2 separate regions of the Triticum aestivum genome follow, and region 1 is linked to region 2. The links are chromatin contacts, called in public Hi-C maps. All regions are on one chromosome and are shown on one strand. The core of a region is the stretch at or near the end of the contact, and the rest is flanking DNA. Distances in the headings are between cores, read along the strand shown. Region 1 holds the start of LOC123045016 (glycosyltransferase BC10-like). Region 2 holds the start of LOC123045013.

Region 1 (5,902 bases), core at 2,113-4,612, 360 kb before region 2:
TCGTGGACTTGGGGAAAAGGAGGGATGGCCGCTGGGGAGCTGGAGTCTCGAGGGAGAGGGAGGCGCACCTGTGGTGGTCGTCGGCCCCTCGCTGCTCCGCCGCGCGCGCGGGCACCTGCACCTCCGCGTGCGCGCCCCCGCGGCGCTGCGTCACCGCCTGCTCCGCCCGGTGCCGCGCTGCTCCCGCGGTCCCGCCTCGCTGTGCCGCCTGGGCGCCCCCGCTCCGGCTGCGGGCTCCCCAGCCTCGCGCCGGCCTCCGCGCGGCTCTCGTGCCTCGACCGGCTCCCACCCCACGCAGGCCGGCTTCTGCCGCTTCCTGGCCGCCGGCTCCCGCCGCCCGGCTTGCCGGTTTCCCCGCAGCCCGTCCTGCCGGCTTCGCCCGCGCCGGCTTCCCCCGCAAACCCGGCCAGCTCCGCTCCTCCGCAACTGCAGGCGGCGGCTCCTCTCGTTCCCCGGTGGCGGCGGCGGCTCCTCTCGGGGCTGGGGCGTCGTTTGGGAGATGAACCAGATCGAGATCTGACGAGCCTGGGAGGATGAAGATAAAAACCAGAAGAAAGTGGTAAGAGGATGACGAAAATAAAACGGAGGTGGGAGAATGACAGGAAAAACCAGCGAAAAAAACCGCGTAGACTATTCATCAAGTCGTCGTAGAGATTTTTTTAATGAGACTCACTAATGGTAGCTTGCATTGGGAAGAAAAAATAAATGTTATCCATTAAAAGTAGAGATTTTTTTAATGAGACCCACTAATGATAGCTTGCATTGGAAAGAAAAAATAAATGTAGGTGCCTCAAATTACTTTTTGTCATGGGGCAAATTACTTTTTGTCATGGAGCATATGTATTCATATGCCACCATTGTACATGCCCTTAGTCTGCGTTTATGTTGAGCTTGCTGGAGGGTGTTTTGCGTTATTTGGTTGTCCAAAAATATGTCCGCACCATTGGCTTAGCTTTTATGTTTTGCTTTTGCTGAACTGCTCCACTAAGTGAGCTGTTTGTAAGACTTTCTCCGTCGTTTCATTCTGGCAATGGAACCGGGGAGGTAGCTCCCTGTTCTTATAAGAAAACAATGAGAGTCACGGTGCTAGTGCTACGAAAACTTGAATGCAGAATGATTATTTTATTCCTTGGTTATGTACACAAGCTGAAATAAACCGGTACAAAGTTCCTTTTCAGTTTCAGCTGAACAGAACACCGCCACAATCCATCCTTTTACGCATTTCAACAGAACAGCAGCCTTAGGCAGCCGCACGAGGTAGGAAAAATACAGTGGATGGATGGACTGACCATCAGATGCAACACCTGCCGCTTTGCATTAGGTTGTTGCCACTTAAGTCTACATAGAAGTACCAGGAGGAGAAGAACGGTGGAGGGCACAGAGGCAAAGCACCAGTCTGAACCGTGTGAAGATTCAACGGAGAATAACGACACTGCTTTCGTCTTCTCGCACGCGCAACTCTCAACGGATAGACCTGCAAAAGCAAATGAGGTTTCTTAGCCAGGAGTAGTTCGATTTCGCCAATAGAACTGAACTATACAGCGAGCCAACTACTCTATCTGAAGGGAAAACTAGTCAAAAGGCAAGACAATGCGTAGCAGTACACTGCGTTACAGTCGTTGAATACGGCACTCAGGGGGTCTCAGCATATCGCTGTTGACTATTGAGTTCTGACACGTACACGCATGATCTCATCCATCAAGAGAGCACAAGACTAATCGAGTTGTCGATTTCGTCTCGAATTAAACGAAGCAACATGCTTACATATGGAAACTAAAGTAGATAGGAGATTTTTCCCAGAAGAAGTACTCAGTGTTCTTCAGTCATGTTGCAGCATCTTAAATGAATTTGGGGAGTGAAATGACATTTGCAATATGTTTCGATCATCTACGGGCTGCAAATTATTTTGTGATTGAAATACACGCATGGCTCACGAGCATAACCAATCAGTAGTGTCTAGAACCTTGAAACGTTACAGAAATCAGGCGTCAGAACGTACCTCCTACGTGTATCTATGATGCAGAGCACCGCATCGATCAATCTTTGAAGATGACGGTGTCGGCGATGGCCATGAGCGGGCCAAGGCAGTCGGGCGCGAACTTGCGCGCGAACATGTGCTCATAGGTGGAGCTGTTGGACTGGCGTAGCTCGGCGATGAGCCGCGGCGACACCTCTGGCGCGGAATACGTGTGCGGGTGGCCCTCGAAGCTGTCGGTCCAGTTGACGCGCGTGAGCGTGTACCGGGTGCAGCCGGCGGGGTCGGCCATGTCGAGAAGCGTCGGGAAATAGTGCTCCTCCGGGTAGCACGAGCCCTGCGACTCCGGCAGGCACGGCTCCCTAAACTTTCGCCAGAGACGGCGCTCGCGGACGACTAGCACGGCGTGGCGGCGGGCCAGCGTGAAGAACTGGGAGCCGATGCGGAACCGGTCGAAGGGCACCTCCGGGAGCATGGCGTCGTCACCGCGCGCCACGTAGCGCGCGGGCATCTGGGGCTCGCCGGTGAGCACCTCGATATAGCTCGGGAGGCGGTGGTGGTGCGCGGCCTTGGGCGGGAAGAGCGCCTCGTAGAGCCGCGGGAAGGAGTGGAGCGGGACGCAGTGCTGCGAGAGCAGCGCGAAGTAGGCGTTGGCCGGGTCGTCGAGTAGCGCGGCGACAAGCAGCCGCCGCGCCGCAGCGATGAGGCTCGGGTCCCCGCGCCGCGTCGGCTTGGCCGCGACGAAGCGGCCCCGGAAGGAAGGCGTAGGGGGGAGCCGCAGCCGCACCGCCGGGTCTGCGTGCACGTAGACGTTGAACTGGTCAGCGTGCCCCGCGAAGAAGCGCTCCCAAAGCGGCGCGAAGGTGAGGTCGGAGTTGGTCAGGAACATGAACGCCACCTTGGACGCCACCGCCGCGCCCTCGCCGGCGTCGAGCGTCACGCGCCGGTATAGCGCGAGGTCCTCCGGTCCCTCCTCAACTCCCGCCCCTCCGCCGCTGATCCCCGCAGCAGCACCAGCGGCGGCCGGCGGCGCCTCCTCGTCCCCAACCACCACGGCCAGCGGCAGCGGCGGCGACGCCGTGCGAGGGGCCAGGACGAGCAGCGCCGTGAGCGAGGCGAAGAGCAGGAGGGACAGCACCATCGGCGACGACGCCGTCATGGCGATTAATTCCGGCCACTAATCCCGCACGAAATCGAGGGGAAATCACAATCGACGGACCGAATCGGGGGTCAGAACCTCATCCCGGCGATCAGAATCGAGGGTTTCTATAGGGAATGCTACGCTAGGAAGGAAGGAAGGAAGGCAAGCGAGGGAGGGAAGTGGAATGGAGTGGCGCTAGTCCCGTCTCGCGTCCGCCTCTCCTATCGCTTTCTCCTTCTCTTTGTCTTTGTTTCACTCTCAGCTCGGCGGACACCGACGTGGCAGCAATATCAAGTTTTTTTTAGGGAGGCAAGGCAGGAATGAATATCAAGTGCGCCACGGGATTTTCTTTGCTTCGGTCCGTGACATGCAGGCCCGTGGTTTGGTGGGGTCTCTGTGGCAGTGGGTGTGGAGTACTATTTTTCTTTTGGAGGGCAAGGCAGGGCGAGGAAGGCGGATGGATGGCTGTCGGGCCGAGTTTGAGGGTAAGGATGAATACGGGCCGTCGGATGCGATTTGCCAAGATATTGTGTCCTAGTGCGGTTTCTTTGTTAATCGGGCGGTGTGTTAGTGGGGAATCGGATCCGAACCAGTTGCCTAAGGATGCGTTTGGTTGAATGTGTCGTATGAATGGGTTGGGACCATTCAATTTTTTTGGGATTGAACCATTCAATTCATGTGTTTGGCTGAATATAAGTGGTGAGCTAATTATTTAGGACGGGACCACCAGTCATGCTCACATAGTCATGCATGCAAAGGGCGGCCATTTGATTCGACCGATTTGGTTGGGTGGAACGGTTCAGCATCTTCATGGCATATTCTCTTTTTTTGGCTCGAACCATTCATGTGCTTTATAACCAAACATGTCTATTTTCTGAACGATCCCAACCCATTCATTACCGCCCTTGCAACCAAACGCACCCTAATTTGGGCCCCGTCAGTTTCGCTTTTCTTCAGGCAAGTACAGTATTGATATACCACTTTCTCACGGAGAATTTTGCCAGCAACCGAGGAATTCAATGTTGAGATCAGCAGGGTAGGTAAGCTCACTGCGAACTGGCTCGCCGAATGCACGGCAGGGCAGAGGAGACGCGCATGTGTCTATCGGTATGGTATCCGTAGCCAGCAGCGGCAGCGCATCGATCGGCATCCTCTGCACGCCCGCGTGTCCCATGCATGCCTTGCCTTGGCATCAAGCTGGAGTCTGCTCGAAACTCGACCATATCACACGTGTGGAGCATGCAGAGACCAAGGTTCGTGTCCGCCTGCCAACCATGCTGTGCTAAAAAACCATATATGCATCATCAGATGCTGTGTCACTCTTCTCCACCACCCAGTGCACAAGTGTATCAGTCCGTATCCGTCCCATGACGATGAAGAGGGCGCATTCATTTTTATGGTCACCCATAGTTCAATGCTTTGACCTACATGGTTTGAGTCGCTTGCTGACCTTTTTTTAGCTGCTTGCTGACCTTTTAAAATGAAGACTCCACATGCTCTGGGTAGCCGGTAACGTGTTTTTTCAATCAGAATGACTAATTCACATCTAGATGTTTTTTAAAAATGTCACATCTAAGTAGTTCATCACATAATAAGGGGCTTCAAGATTTGTACAAAATATATTTTTAATTGCTTTTTGCTGATGCTGTGTGATGTCATGCTTAGATGTGACATAGTTATGTCATATCTAGATGAGTCCTAGCTACACCTTTTTTAATCATCTCCCGCGTGCGCTGGAAATAAGTCGCGCGTTGGAAAAAAAATCATGTTATTGCGCGCGGGCTGAAACGAGCACTCAGACGCGCAATAATTGTGTGCGGGGTAAAATTGGTTCAGTGCGCGGAGGAAAACGGCATCGCACGCGGTGTATTTGCTACATCCGCTCCGGCACGCTGGATAGCGACGATTCGTACGCGACTTCACCAACCGCCAGATCTGAGACATCCAGGCGCCGCCGCACGCACCTTCCCCATTCGCTCCGGTGACCCGTCGACGCTCCCCGCCTATCCCCGCGCGCCGCTGCTGCTTCCTCCACCTCCTCTCCTTGCCGCCGCCCCTCGAGCGCACCCTTCCTCCAACGAACAGCGCTCGGCGGCCGTTTGCACGTCAGTGCCCATAAGGTGTTTGACAAAATGCTTGCAAGGTATGTATTGCTTCAACTTTATATTTTGTAGATGAATTTGGTGCATGTTGTTTGTAGTCTTAAAACTAGTTTAAATTCAATATTGCAGATGAGCTTGTCCTATGATTCTTCCGATGAAGAATTTGATATTCAAGAGGACGAAGACCTCGCAATGATCCTAGCTATGCATGTCAATAAAAAGATGAAGCACGATGGTTCGGTTATGGGTCGTCAGAAATTATGGAGGGATAAGATCGATGCCCACAACAGATTGATGAGGTACTATTTTGTGGAGAATCGCATATACCCCGAGTCCTACTTTCGGTGCCGTTTTAGGAGGGGCATCGCGTTGTCCAAACGCATTGTGGAGAAACTGGCGAGCCATGATCGGTTTTTTCAGTAAAGAAGGAATGCCGTTGGAGAACTCGGGCATAGCACCTTTCAAAAGGTGACCGCTGCTTTGTGTATGTTGGCATACGGTATTCCGGTGGATCTCGTTGATGACCGCTTAGCCATGGTCAAGCCATCATGTGTGTCAAGCGCTTCGCAAACGGAATTGTGCAAGTGTTTGGTCCGGAATATTTGAGAGCTCCCAATGCTGAAGACACCGTAAGGCTTTTGGAGATGAATAAAGCTCGTGGGTTCCAAGGTATGCTTGTCTCAA
Region 2 (6,409 bases), core at 3,721-6,220:
AGTCTCTCCTGCCCGAACAGAGGTACAGCAAGGCCCCCCCTTGCTGGATGCTGCCAGGGTTGGGGTCCCCAGTCAGAACCAAGAGTACTTTCCTCAACGCTTCAGGCGTCAGGTCCTCTTCCTGGAGCCTCATACGATCCCCGCGCCCGTTGAAGGCCCACATTCGACGAGAGTGGCGCTGGAGAGGGGAGACCCGGCGTAGCAGGAATTCCTTCACCACCTTGGGCGCCGTCACATCAAGCGATCTCAAGCACTCGAAGCGACGCCAGACGAAGAAGAGCTGGGGGCTTGTGAGCATCTCCTGGCCCCAGCCTGAATTGGGGACAGCAGGCGTAGTCGGCTTCGACAGCAGGGGGCTGGGCATCCCCACGTCCACATACAGCCACCACTCGCGAAACCCAGGCGCGGGCGGAGGGAGACCAAAGTCAATCCCTGAGGCCGCCGTCTCGGGTGCAGCGATGAAGCTCACGCATCCCGAGCATTGGGCGGGGTCGACAAGGTGTAGAGCGAAGAAGTGGCGCAACAGGGCGACCGAAGGGATGATGCCTACCATAGCCTCGCAAACAAAGGCGAAGACCGCCAGAAGAGTAATGGAGTCAGGACCCAGATGCATCATATGGATCTGATAATGGGAGAGCACGGCGTTGAAGAAATCGGAAAAAGGGGGAATTACACAGGGCGTCGACGAAATAGGGGACCTCGGTGATTATCTTGTCGATGGAGAACCGAGACGCGGGCCAGGCCGTCGTCCTCCCGCATTCATTGAAGATGGTGACCAGGGCCAAACTAACCTTGCCCAAGCCCTCTCGATTGGCTATGATCGACCGGTCCACGGCGGGGGCCGCCGACGGCAGCGAGCAAGGCGAAGGCATGGGTCCCTTCCCTCTCCCCTTCTTCGTCGGAGGCATGGCGACGGAAGGGGGGAGGAAAGGTTCGAGATTGGCTTCGAAGCAGAAGCTGGAGTTCGAAAGGAGGAAGGACAGAGGGCGCACGAGCAACGGAAAGGGGAGTGGATGTGTACAACTGCAAGTCCGCCTAGCCTGGCACCAAATGAGGAGGCGTGGGGGAACAGTGCCACCCGCGTCCAATCAACTGCCACGCGGCGCCCAAGGCCGCAGGCTGTTAGGGCCCGCGACGCTTCACACTTGCCCTTTCGCCTCTCTGCTCGGCCAAGTCCGGGCGCGCCTTGGGCCCGGGGGCTACTGTCGGCGTTCTGGGAACGGGGGTCCCCAGACTTGCCTGCCTGCGGCCTGCGGCGTGGCTCAAAGGGGGCCCAGCACGGCCCATCTTCACCAACACAACCTCAAGACCCTCACAAGGGGCCAAGCCTCGCGGGGCGGATAACAAGGAGCTTCCTCAGGCACGGCCTCATCAGGCTGGTTCACGAGGAGGCGGAGAGTTCAAGGCGGGGTACCTCGCGAGGTGCCCATGACGCAAGCCATGACGACCAAGGGCGCCAGCCGGGCACCAGCCCGCGCAATGTCCTTCTTTCCTCTTTGGTGCAAGGGGAGCAAGCACAAGCGAGAGCATCAAGCAAAGGCATCCGTTTCGGTGCAACAAGACCAAGACCAGTCCAACGGCAGGATGGAGGTCACCGTGGAGCCCAAGCCGGCGTCACCACCAGAGCCTTTGACAGGCGAGGACCAACTTTAGTCAGGATAAGTGTACCAGATGTTCCCCTTCAAAATGGCCAATTGTTGGCGCCCTTCCCGCTCAATATTTGGGAAGAGGCCCAGGGCCTTTGCCTATAAATAGGACTAGCCACCATAGTATCTAGGCATCGAGAATCAACCCCTCAAAAGGGACAACACCACCGCAAGAACAGACCCTCGCGAGGTTGTTCTCCCTTGTACTGTTCATCATCAGCCCAAGAGGCAATCCACCACACCACACACTGGAGTAGGGTATTACACCACAATGGTGGCCTGAACCAGTATAAACCCCGTGTCTCTTGTGCTGTTCTTCTGGTAGTTTTAGTCCCAGCGATTCGGTAAGGAACAGGTAGGTAGAAGGCGAAACCTCCGCGCGCACCCCAGTGTTCGAACCTCAAGGGTCTGCCGAAACCCTAAATCCGACACCGTTGGATACGAAATCAAGGGCCTGCAGTTCATCTTCAACCTCCACCCCCCTGAGCCGTGAGCCACCACCGGCCAAACAGCAGCCCCCCATCGTCCCGCCCGCCTTGAAAACACTCCCCACCGTCGGCCCGCCGTCGCCCCGGTCATCCCTCTAGCCCCCCCTCGTGCCGAGCTTTTTCTCCGGCGATCCTCACGCCACCGCCCCACCACCACCGGCGACCACCGCCCCCACCGTGAACCTTAAGATAGATAGTGGGGTACCTCTCCGGCGAGCCCCCCTCCCCGCTGCGGCTGGTTCTTCCTTCACTCCGGCGAGCCACCCCCCTAAAAATGGACTGACCCAAAAGTCAATTCAGCTGACTGAAGTGTAGCTAAATTGGAGTAGCGTCGCAAGCAAGAGCAAGAGTGAGAGCAGCAGCAAGAGCAAGAGCAATAGCAAGAGCAGACCAGGTAGGGGAAGAGCAAGAGCAGAGCAGCAGCGCGAGCGAGAGCTAAAGCAGCAGCAGGTCCTACTGATGTGGACATCGCCGCTGAGGGAGCGATGTCGTGGAGGAAGTGGCCGGCACCGCCGCCGTGGATGGAGTCACGCCGTGTCGGCTCGGGACCGAGCGCCGGCAGTACCGTGAGATCGAATCAAGAAGAAAATGCGGCGATTAGTGTACAACCTCTTTGGTGGCGCCGATTAGGCCGCAACTTTATCCGAGGAAACGGTGATGATGATGCTCTTCCGGTGGTGCAGGTGAAGACGGCGGTGTGGTAATGGAGGTGGTGTGAAAGACGAGGGAAACGTTGGGACAACTCCTTGGAGGTGGAGGACGGGGTGGCTGAACCGGCGGGACGACGAGATCGATGATGGATCATCATCCGGTACGGTGGATGAGGGACGTCGAGGTGTTTCTGTGGACGACGTCGTCGGGGAAGAGGCTCCGGCTAGGTGGCGGACGGAGGAGGGTGTGGGGCTTCGTGGGTTTTCACGGCCTCGGTGTATGAATGGGTGGGCGGATGGGATGGGAGTGGGGAACCATGGCTTAGGGAAGCACTTGTCCGACATGTGGGGTAAGTTACGAAAGTACCCCACCAATTTGAGGTGTTTCTTTCGGTTCAGGGGTACCACGGGCATTTCGCGTGTCGGGATTTCATAGTAGGTGGGAGTTTTCGTGCGCGTTGTAATTTTGGAATAGCAAGGCGCGGGTTGAGATGGAGGGTGTTGTCGGAGCACAACGAGACAAAGATATATCTTAAATATTTCGGAATAACAAGGCGCGGGTTGTAGAGGCGGGAGTTTTGCAGCACGATAGACAGAGATGCTAGCTTGAAATTTCAGCATAACAAGGCGCGGCTTGAAATTTCGGGAGAACAAGCTTAACATGTACCAAAAAAATAATTTGCACCTCAACACGCACAACACACACACAAACATCATTTAGACTAGTAAGGTACACGTGCATTGCACGCATGAGATTTGGCAACCAAATTATGAATAAATACCACATTATAGCATGTAAGCTTTGAGTCATATATGCATGATGTAGATGTTCGTTTAATTCTTATAGTTCATTTCATTCAAAATCATCTAGTTTTTATAAGAAAGTTAATCTATTTTAAGATTCATGGAATTGTGCGTTGTAAGACATAAAGTAAAAACAAATAATGGCAAATCATGTAGAAAAACATTTGGGCAATTCTGATACGAAAGATTCTAGAACAAAGAAGAAGTGCCTGTGTTTTGAGGTTTGTGCATTATGCTTAAGTTCAACCATGGAGTTTTCTAGATTGTACATGTGGCGAAATCTGGTGGAATATAGATGATATCCAACGGCCAGTAGTGCTCAAATTTGCCATCTCTGCACCATCGGATTCGCCTCATCCAACAACCATCTTTCAAAGTAAAAGTTACCCGCACACAATATAAAAAATATAATATATATATATATATATATATATATATATATATATATATATATATATAGGTTTATGGATATAGATATGTGATGCGAAAGCCACCCATCATCTCCAATTAGAATAGTGTGTCCATGCACGGATGCAATGTGGCCAAATGATGTTTGCCATCGGTATCTCAAATTCAAATCAGTCTGACCTTGCTCAATGTGTATACATTACAACATGCTCGTTTCCAAACCACACCGCGCAGATCTCCGTTATATTCATGCATGCATGGGTTTCAAACATCATGATCTCTTATTCAAATATTTGAATTCAACTTTACATTGATTATGACCTCACCTAGTCTTTTACACCCACACAGTCGTCTTCTCTTTATAATTGTAGCACTAACTTTCTCTCGTGCATGCATGCACACACACTACCATTCGGCATTATCCATCGCACACATGCAATCTTTTTCTTCAGGTCGGTCTCCCATGAAGGCACACACCCACACACATCCCCCTCTCCATCATATCGGGCATTCTTTATCTCTCACGCGTGCATGCGCAACGATCGATGTTCCTGTATGTGTGTGTGTATATAGCTAGGTCTTTCATAGTTTTCCACACAAACCGATTAATTGATATATCCAGTGAGGTCTCACCCTCTTTCCCACATCCACATCGATCAATCCATAGAGAGGTCTCACCCTCTCTATATAGGACATATATAGCTAATACACCCACATTTAAAACAAAAAAGAGGCTAGCCAACTCACCTCCAGGAGGCTCCCCCAATTTCAGCCTTCGTTGGCCGTTGGATCGTGGTCAATCTGGTCTTTGACTTTGTTTGGGCCGTTAGATGCTCGTTGCTCTCGCCGGTGGTTTTGACCGCGTGGTAAGTTCTCATGCCCATCGACTGGTGGGCTCGTGTTCTGTTCCTGTTGGCTGGGTGAGCCATTTCGAGGTGCAGGTGCGCCCTCTCCCCGCACGCCGCGTGCGCGTCACGCCATTTGCGGGGCCGTGGGTGCAGTTGGCCCAATCCAATCGCCCGCACGCCGCAACCCTTCCTCCCTCCTCGATCTCTCTCCCTCAACCGCCACAAACCCTAGCCCCCTTTCCTACCATCCCGCGGTCGCTGCCCCTGCTCCATCCGACCTCCATCCTCTCCCTCCATCCTCTCCCATGTCGCCGCCCCTCTTCTCCCGCTCACCTTGGCCACCTCCTCTCCTCCGCCGTGTCATCGGCCCCCTCCCTCCTCTCAGTTCCGTGCCAGCCGTCGCCCAAACCCTAGCCCCATTCCCCTTGATCCCCACAGTTACTGCATCCACAACCACCCGCTCAGCGAGGCCGAAGACCGGGCAACGGACGCCTGACGGGGTGGAGGAGAGGCCAGCGATAGGGAAAAGCAGCATCTTCATGGATGAGATCCTGACGGCTGAAGATGGTGCGCATGGGAGGAGCTTGGAAGATGTCAAGGTGAGCTTGGCCGCCACCTCTCCTCTCAACTCCTCGTTTCCTCCCAATTCTTCGATCTGGAGTTGGCGGTCACCGGCGCCGCGGGGTGATAGAGGCCGTCACCTTTGCTCACCTCCTCTCATGTTCTAGTGGTGGCGCCGCTGGGGATGAGGGGAGCAGCAGCCGCAGCAGGCGGTGATGCTAGTGAAGCGGTGGTCCATGGTGCCTTCGTCGTTGTCGTCCTCGGCAGAAGGTGAGGCCACGATGGATCTCAACATTCTTTGTGATATTCGTCATCCATGGAAGATGCAGAAGAAAAACTCATGCAGGTTCCCCTATTGTTTCCCTTGGTTCTTTAATCTAATTTGGATATCTTGTTTTATTTTTTTCTAAACAAGATGTGTGCAGATCGAACGAAGAAGAGAAGAGGAAGGATCTTGAGGAAGAGGAAAAAAAACAAGGTGAGCTCTATCTCTAATCTGCCTAGATAGTTTTCATTTCCAAGTTATACTGTCTGATAGTGAATGTTCTTTCTGTTTTTTATTGGTTTCTTGGTTATTTACTACTCTCACTTCAGGATGCTTGTTCATTCTTCTTACCTGCATTTCTCCCTCACTCCAATCAGGCAATGGGACTATTGACTGGGTACAAGAGCTTCTTCAGAAAACCCACGCTGCTTTTCTAAATCGCAATTTTTTTCAAGGTAAAACCAGCCAAGCTGGAGACTACGACAACCCTTTTTGCAATATATAGTTGAGAGAATTCGGCCCTGCTACTATAGCTGGAGACTGTTACTATTGTCAATTAAATTATAGTTGAGAGGTTCTCTGTATAACATGGTAAAGTTGCTGGTACGATTTTGGAGGCAATACCCATCTCATTTTGTTTCTTGGTATAATTGACTACCTAGGCATAAAAATGGGATCTGCACACGTCTTATTTAGATCCCTGGGTTCTCAGCCATGTTGACTTCTGAATAATTATTCG

The links. Hi-C and Micro-C count contacts between places; a contact is called where the count stands out from the background.
Region 1: a contact with region 2 is called in a Hi-C map of leaf, with 6 times the contacts expected there. The contact joins the promoter of LOC123045016 here to the promoter of LOC123045013 in region 2. A contact is called at or near these places in 3 of 5 Hi-C or Micro-C datasets (all in leaf).

Annotation. Positions count from the first base shown.
Region 1 is chr2B:378,160,884-378,166,785 of IWGSC CS RefSeq v2.1, reverse strand. LOC123045016 (glycosyltransferase BC10-like) reads right to left here and starts at 3,362. Exons shown (of 2, transcript XM_044467924.1): 1 at 2,000-3,362; 2 at 1,103-1,474. The coding sequence starts at 3,134. The coding sequence ends at 2,037. LOC123039225 reads right to left here and starts at 1,649. Exons shown (of 9, transcript XM_044462478.1): 1 at 1,628-1,649; 2 at 1,393-1,474; 3 at 69-525. The coding sequence starts at 1,649.
Region 2 is chr2B:377,797,786-377,804,194 of IWGSC CS RefSeq v2.1, reverse strand. It overlaps LOC123045013, which reads left to right and starts at 4,970. Exons shown (of 9, transcript XR_006420944.1): 1 at 4,970-5,443; 2 at 5,573-5,751; 3 at 5,831-5,883; 4 at 6,048-6,125.